Regions from separate parts of the Sus scrofa genome. Here region 1 is linked to region 2. The links are chromatin contacts, called in public Hi-C maps. All regions are on one chromosome and are shown on one strand. Each heading gives the region's core, a stretch centred on a gene start, on an enhancer-like site or on the middle of the called end of the contact. The rest is flanking DNA. Distances are from core to core; before and after follow the strand shown. Region 1 holds the start of EXOSC7 (exosome component 7). Region 2 holds the start of TMEM42 (transmembrane protein 42).

Region 1 (3,454 bases), core at 613-3,112, 130 kb before region 2:
TAAGCCCTAATTCTGGAAATTCTGCAATTTGCCCCCAAATTCCTGAATGTTGTAAACAGAGAAAAAACTAGTTTGATACAAGTTATTAAAACAAAGTTTGTACAAAGAAATGCAAAATAGGGTTCTAAAGAAACCTAGAACCAACCAAGGTAGAAAAATACTATGTAAAAAAACACTATACCAATATATGTCCATATCCTAGTCAAGATCTACAAAAATGGGAGGGAGTTCAGAACTTGCCCTCCCCCTGTTCTGTTTCCCCAACATACTTTCAGAGGACAGAAGAAAGAAAAGTAGAAGTGGGGAGTCTCTTTGGCTTTCCCCTTTGAATTCCTATTTTTAAAAAAGGGCAAGTGGCATGAGAGTCGAGTTAGGCTTTGCAATCAGAAAGATCTGGATTTATATCCCAGCTCTACTGTAAGCATAGAGGGTGGAGGGGGTTGGGGGTTGTCTCTGGAAAAAGAGAGTAAGGCATGGCTTTCTGGACATAAGAGAAGCCATTTTGGCCTAAGTCTTTTTGTAATCTAAGCCTGGCTACAATGCTTGCCCTTGAACAGGTCTCAGTAAATAATGATCTTGAGGGAAAAAAAAGAATGCAGAAACAGGGACTTCCCAATGTGGCTCAGTGTTAATGAACCCGACCAGTATCCATGAGGACGAGGGCTCAGTTCCTAAACTTGTTCAATGGGTTAAGGATCTGGCATTGCAATGAGCTTGCAGTGTAGGTCACAAATTTGGCTTGGATCCAGTGTGGCTATGGCTGTGGCACAGGCTGGCAGCGGCAGCTCTGATTCAACCCCTAGTCTGGGAATTTCCATATGCCCTGAGTGCAGCCCTAAAAACAACAACAACAACAAAATGCAGGACAAAAGAAAAGTAGGAAAGAAACAATAGTTCTGCAGTAAAACAGAGTTCAAGTTCCTCCTCAAGGGATATACATGACAATGTAATATGTACCTTTGAATTGTTCTATAGGAGCTAAAGCCCTCAACCAGATGGAGTACAGTAACTACAGGCTAACACCCCCAAACTGGTCGGAACCTAAGGAACGTTTTCGTTGACCTTTTCTGACCCTCAAGCCTCCTATCAACTAAAGCTTCACCCTATTGATTTTGCCCCAATTCTTGCTGAATTCTCCTCTGCTCAAGCCCCTTCAAATACACATGTGCCCTTAGCTTGTTCCCCAATTTTGCTGTTTGAGACACTGCTTTGGAAAAGATCTCACGGGTGTCCTACTTGCAGCAAGTAATAAATCCTTCCTTCTCTCAATCTTTGTCTAGGTTGTGTCTTTTGGCTCCACACCCACCAAAACGCAAATCCAGTTTTTGGGTAACACCACCACACACTTACTAGGTGACCTTGGACAAGTGACTTAACCTCTCTGACCTCAGTTCTTTATCAGCAGAGATAATACTTACCTTCAGGACTGTTAGAAAGATACGACGAGATAAAAATTATGATAGAATATGTACCTAAAAAATGTGGGACAGCTCAGACCTCGAAGGCTGAGAGGGGATTTAATAGAATCAGGAACTACCCACCACTTCCTACCCTGGTTAGGAACCTTACAGACCCAGAAAGATGCAAGTATGCATATAGGTCTAAATGGATGCTCGCCAACAGGCCCCAAACATGCCCGCGTTGCCAGCTTCAGAATGCACACGCCGGCTGCGAGTGGTTTAATCACAAAGTAAACCCAATCGGCCGCAGTCCTCCCAGGCGAACTGAGAGCGGGAAGCGACCCGCAGAGCCAGGGGAACCCAGCGGGCCGCGCCAATGCAGCTGCTGCCGCTACCTGAACACCATGCACGATGTACACCTTCTCCGCCTCACTTAGAGCCACAGACGCCATGTTGCCGAGCTGCCCCGCCGCCTCACGTCATCAGCCCGCGTCGCCCCGTGACCACGCCCCCGCGCTCACGCGTCATCAGTCTGCGCGGCGGCCGCTCCTGCAGCAGCCGCCGTCGCTACTGCCGGGAGCTCGATGGGCTTCTCCTGCGCGCCGCCCTGTGTCTGGCCGAGTCCAGGGAGCCGCTGCGCCTCGTGCTGGGGAGCCATCGCAGCAGCCCGAGGCCGGGTGCCGGGTCGGAGGCTGCAGGGGGAGGCGGCGGCGGCGGCGGGAGCCTCACCGGGGACCTGGGACTGGGAAACTGCCTCCGGCTTCATGGTCAGTTGGGTGAGGAAACTGGGGTTGAGTGAAAAAGCTGGGGTGAGACGAGAGGAGCGGGCTGGGGCCGGGGCTGGAGGACTCGCAGTGAGAGAGGCGCGCAGCTCAGTTTGCGCAAGGCTGGAGTTGAAGTAGGGCTTGTGAGAGAGAGAGAGATCGACAGACCCTGAATGAGGGAAGGCGGACGTCGTGGTTGGTCTGGGGATTGTCTCTTCGCTCTATCTCCCGCCTCGCTGTCTTGCATTTCCCTAGTCCCTAGGGTGGTGGGGAAGAGGCGATACAGCCCCTATAGGTCGTTCCCGGCCGGAAGGGTCCGGGCCACGAGTAAGTGCTCACTAGTCCCGAGGCGTCCTCACTCACCCTAGGGATTCCTCCTACCCCCACGCCTGCTCTCTGGGGCTGACTACCGAACGCTAGCCCAGAACCTTGCCGAATCCCCTTGCCCTGGGAGGTTGCCGGAGCATTGTCCCAAAGAGAGTAGGTGGGGAGAATCTTGGTAACCGGAGCTGGAGAGGGGCGTAGTGCCCAGTCGTCCCCAGCGCTTCACAGTAGTGGCTGAAAACCCCAGCTTGGTCGTTGAGATCCGTGGACGAAAAATGAGAGCCCCAGTCGTGGCCGAGTAGGAATATGGGCCTTGAATATCTGGAAAGGATACCTGCAAGGTGAATATGGGGTCACTGAAGGAGCCCATTAAGGCGGGGCTAACAGGGCACGAAACATTTTAAAGGAGCCACGTGGATAAATGGGGAAAGTTAACCCAAAACGATGGAAGCAAAAGGTGATCTGATGACTTTTCCAAACGCCCCAATTTTGAGGAACCTACTGTTCTGAAAAGTGAAAGTAACCCTTGATTGCTTGATCTTCCAAAGAACTGTTAGGCATTTTTCAGTAACTTCAATACGGTTGCACAAATAAGTAGTGGGACCTTACTATAGATGGGCTTTGTGCTAGCTTTGGAACACTAGGAAATGAAACACCCCTTCTGCCCAGAGAAGGTCCCTGGGCAGAGGGGGAAGGCTCCAGGGCCAACACAACCACAGAACATGGTGGTTAAGAGCTATGATAGTGGCACCAATGAGCACAGGAAGATAGGGCAGTGGCAGGAGGAGGGTATGGAGAGGAAATACCTGCCCACAATCTTAAGCACTAAACTGCTGAGCCCCACAATAGATGATCACTTCTTAGTAAACTGAACATTAGTTGTTTCTGATGTCTCTACATAGTCATCTGCAGGTGCACCTACAGCGAAGACATCTTGCAGTGTTGGACTTTGCCCTCCAGGGAAAC
Region 2 (3,671 bases), core at 1,102-3,601:
GGTGAAGCCACAGCCCAACCTCTACTTCAGTTCCTATCCCTTCTCCTATCTGGGAAGGCAAGGTTATCCCAAGGACAACCCACCCAGAACCCAGGATAGAGGGACCATACGCTCAGGTTACTCACCGAGCTGAGGATATTTGAAAACGTCACCGTGACAGATGCAATGGCTGAAGACATGGAGAAACTGAGGCCCCGGCTAAAGAATGTCCACATCAGAGAATTGGTGGTAGCCATCATAATAATGCCTAAGATGCAGAAAGCCACGTTCACCTGCAGGAGAAAGTGTCACTGCAGCCACGGCCAGCACACCCAGGGCCATGCTTACTGGCAGCCGTGCCCTTAACAAGATCCTCCACAGACTGGGGGTCCACAGAGCTTTCCTGCACAGGACTTCACTTAACCCTCAGTGAGCAGCACACCCATTTCATGGCTGAAACCATCTCAGAGAAGACACATATCTGGCCATCTTACTGGCCATGTGACCCTGGGCAGAAGTAAAATGCTAATACATAACCACTTTTTTTTCACTAACACCAATCCCTTACTGGCCTCACAGGGACCAATGCCTGAAGTTCATTCAGTTCCAGAGGGCCAAGTATCAGTTGGTATGAGGTATGAGTAAATCAGGGGCAGAGTCCTCACTTCCTAGGATCAAGCAAAGCATGTATTAGTCATGCCTCCCCATATCCCGTGCAAGCTACAACCCGCTTAGGCCACTCTCATGGGGCATTTTTGAGCTTTTACTCCATGCCAGGTTATATGCTAAGTGTTTTAAGTACATTTTCATTTATTCCTTAACTTCATTTTACAGATAAATAATCTGAGACATTTAGTAACTTGGCTAAAGTGCCACAGCAGCGGGGAACTGCCAGGCTTCAAGCCTAGGCAGTGTGGCTCCCTGCTCTGAAACAGGATACAGCTGTGCCTAGGAAACCACCACCTGAGACTGTTTGACTGGTAATCCCATGCATCACTTGCAGGACTTGCAGATTTGTTTGCCTTTTTTGTTTTTTAAAGGAGAATCTTGAGGGAAGAGAGGATTTTTAGAAGCCTCCTACATAATCAGATATGCAGACCCTTTGCTTGGTTTTGAGTTATAAACCAGCCTACAGACAGAACTGCTTCCTCTGGGGATGGTGCCCATCTAAACCTGAGACTCTTATTTTCTCATAAGTTTTCCAGTAGCTAAATATACAGTGTCTTGAGGAGGGAGTGTCTCTGTATATTTACACAGAAGCACTACATGCATCAGTGCAGTCCTATATAATACTGACTTACAACGGTCTGGTGCACAACTGAGAAGCCTAGAAAACCTCAAGGCTCATCATTCCTCAGATTACTTTGGAGCAATCCAAGAGTAACACCCAAAAGGATACCAACTTCAAGCATGGCCTCTCCCCCGAACGAGCCCTAAATAGGCTTAAACCTAAAGAATCTGCCTGCCCACTGTCCAGGTCAGGGCCTAACGCTGCGTTGCAGATGCAATGAAACTTCCTCAACAAGCAGAAGCTGGCCTAAGACTTAGGATGGGAGAGGCAAAGGTACACCTTAACAGACGTCGGGAGGCAGCTGAGGAGTTCTCAGCATTGGCAGAATGTCCAGAACGTTTCTGTCTTCCCTTACGCCTAGGATGTCCCAACTCCCAAGTTTCCTGGCAACAGTGTAGACCAGCCAAACACCCGTTACTTACTGAGGAAAAAGATGGGCAAGAGGCTTCTCACCTTATGAGTCACGTGGAGAGAAATGTTCAGGCACAAAGGGCCTAAAATGAGATGTAGAGTGTGGATGTAGGAGGTGTGCATCTTCCCCCGAAAGCGAACTAGCCCAATCGGAGGAGAGATTTTACATCCCTGGTAAGGGAAGCAGGCCTCAATCCCCGACGTCTCTTACCACCTACATTGGACGAGGGTTGGGCTTGACTTCCAGTGGAAGGTTGCTCTCCTGTCACTAATAATTGCACAGCCTGGCCGCGGACGGAGCCGAACAAACCAGTAGAAGTGAGGAAGCCCCAGGGGCCGCCAGCCCCAACTCACCCCGCAGCCCCGCAGTGTCCCTCATCCGCCCGCCCCACCCGCCCGCCATCCTCAGCCGCGTCCCGGGCTCAACCTCGCTGCCGAAGGCCAGCTTGGCAGAGGCGGCGGCCAGAGCCCCGAACGCTCCAGCGCACAGGCAGTTGAATACTCCCCAGAAGCGGCGCCGCATCGCGCCGGCCTGCAGGTGCGGAGGAAATCCGGCGGAGACGTTAGAGTGCGAGGCAGCACACACACCGCTCCCCACAACCTGCGGCCCTCCGGCCACGGCCATGGTGCCCGCCTCCTTCTCTCCGCTCCCCAGCAACGTCAGCCACCCAGGTCGAACGTGCTCTGCGATTGGACCGCGGCCTCACGTGATGAGAAGCTCACGTGATGGGGTTGCCAATTGAGGCTCCGCAAAGGCGTCGAGGGGCGGGGCCGCCGGCCGAACCCCAGGCTGCCTTCTCCCAGCAATGATCCTCCTTCGCCGTCAGGTTTAGTCTTACCTAGGAGCAGTGTTGGAACGATATCCAAGGCTGACTGTGGTATTGTGGTTGCTGTTGTAGAATAACTCTTCGTGGCTTAGCAGTTTCAACCCTTGCCATTTGATGTGGTCCAGCATCGGCTTCCCTGGAATTTGTTTCAAAAGCCTAACCAGGCCCCGCTGCAAGCCCATAGACTCAGAATCTGCGTGTTTTTTTGTTTGTTTGTTTGTGAGTTTTTTTTTTTTTTTTGGTCTCTTTAGGGCCGCAGCCATGTCATATGCAGGTTCCCAGGCTAGGGGTCTAATCGGAGCTGTAGCTGGCTGCCTACACTGCAGCAACAGCGATGCAGTATCCGAGCAGTGTCTGCAACCTACACCACAGCTCATTGCAACGCTGGATCCTTGAACCACTGATGGAGGCTAGGGATCGAACCCTCAACCTCATGGTTCGAGTCGGATTCGTTTCCGCTCTGCCATGATGGGAACTCCAGAATCTGCATTTTAACAGGACAGTGACCTGCATCTTCTAGTTGGACAATTGCAAGATATGGAGATGCTTCGGTAGAGGGCGCCAGAGACCTTGCATACTCAGCAAGAGGACGGGCTCGTTTCAGCTTCTGATAAATCAAATAGTCCACATGGATGGATACATGCTTATTTTAGGAAATTTAGAAAGGTCTGTCTGTCTGACTGTCTGTCTGTCTCTCTTTTTTCTTTTCTTTCTATCAAGGGCCCGCACCCACCGCATATGGAAGTTCCCAGGCTAGGAGTTGAAATTGGGAGTATCAGCTGCTGGCACAGCCACAGCAGCACTGATCTGAGCTGCATCTGTGACCTACTCCATAGCTCACAGTAATGGCAGATTCCTGACCCACTGAGCAGGCTGGGGATCAAACCCGCATCCTCATGGATACTAGTCAGATTCATTTCCACTGCACCACAACGGGAACTCTGGGGCCTTTTTTCTAAACATGATTTCACACTGCATGGCACTCTTTTTTTCCATTCAGTCCTTACTTGCCATCTTCTCTCACAAGGTGGCTTTGTGGCACCAATAAAAACATGGATAACCCTGATAATTCCTATGTGGTATAAACTGTCCTATTTTACAGCTGAAAAAAATCGAGGCTGAGAGGCATCATGCCACTGAACAAAGCCGTGTGAACCCCACCT

What was found. Hi-C and Micro-C count contacts between places; a contact is called where the count stands out from the background.
Region 1: a Hi-C map of liver shows a contact between it and region 2, with 4 times the contacts expected there. The contact joins the promoter of EXOSC7 here to the promoter of TMEM42 in region 2. A contact is called at or near these places in 1 of 47 Hi-C or Micro-C datasets (liver) and 1 of 2 datasets of contacts at active chromatin or transcription factors (alveolar macrophages).

What each region holds. Positions count from the first base shown.
Region 1 is chr13:28,175,214-28,178,667 of Sscrofa11.1, reverse strand. EXOSC7 (exosome component 7) reads right to left here and starts at 1,862. Exons shown (of 8, transcript NM_001243824.1): 1 at 1,796-1,862. The coding sequence starts at 1,852. It overlaps ZDHHC3 (palmitoyltransferase ZDHHC3), which reads left to right and starts at 1,935. Exons shown (of 7, transcript XM_021071753.1): 1 at 1,935-2,167.
Region 2 is chr13:28,044,050-28,047,720 of Sscrofa11.1, reverse strand. TMEM42 (transmembrane protein 42) reads right to left here and starts at 2,351. Exons shown (of 3, transcript XM_021071749.1): 1 at 2,109-2,351; 2 at 126-272. The coding sequence starts at 2,306.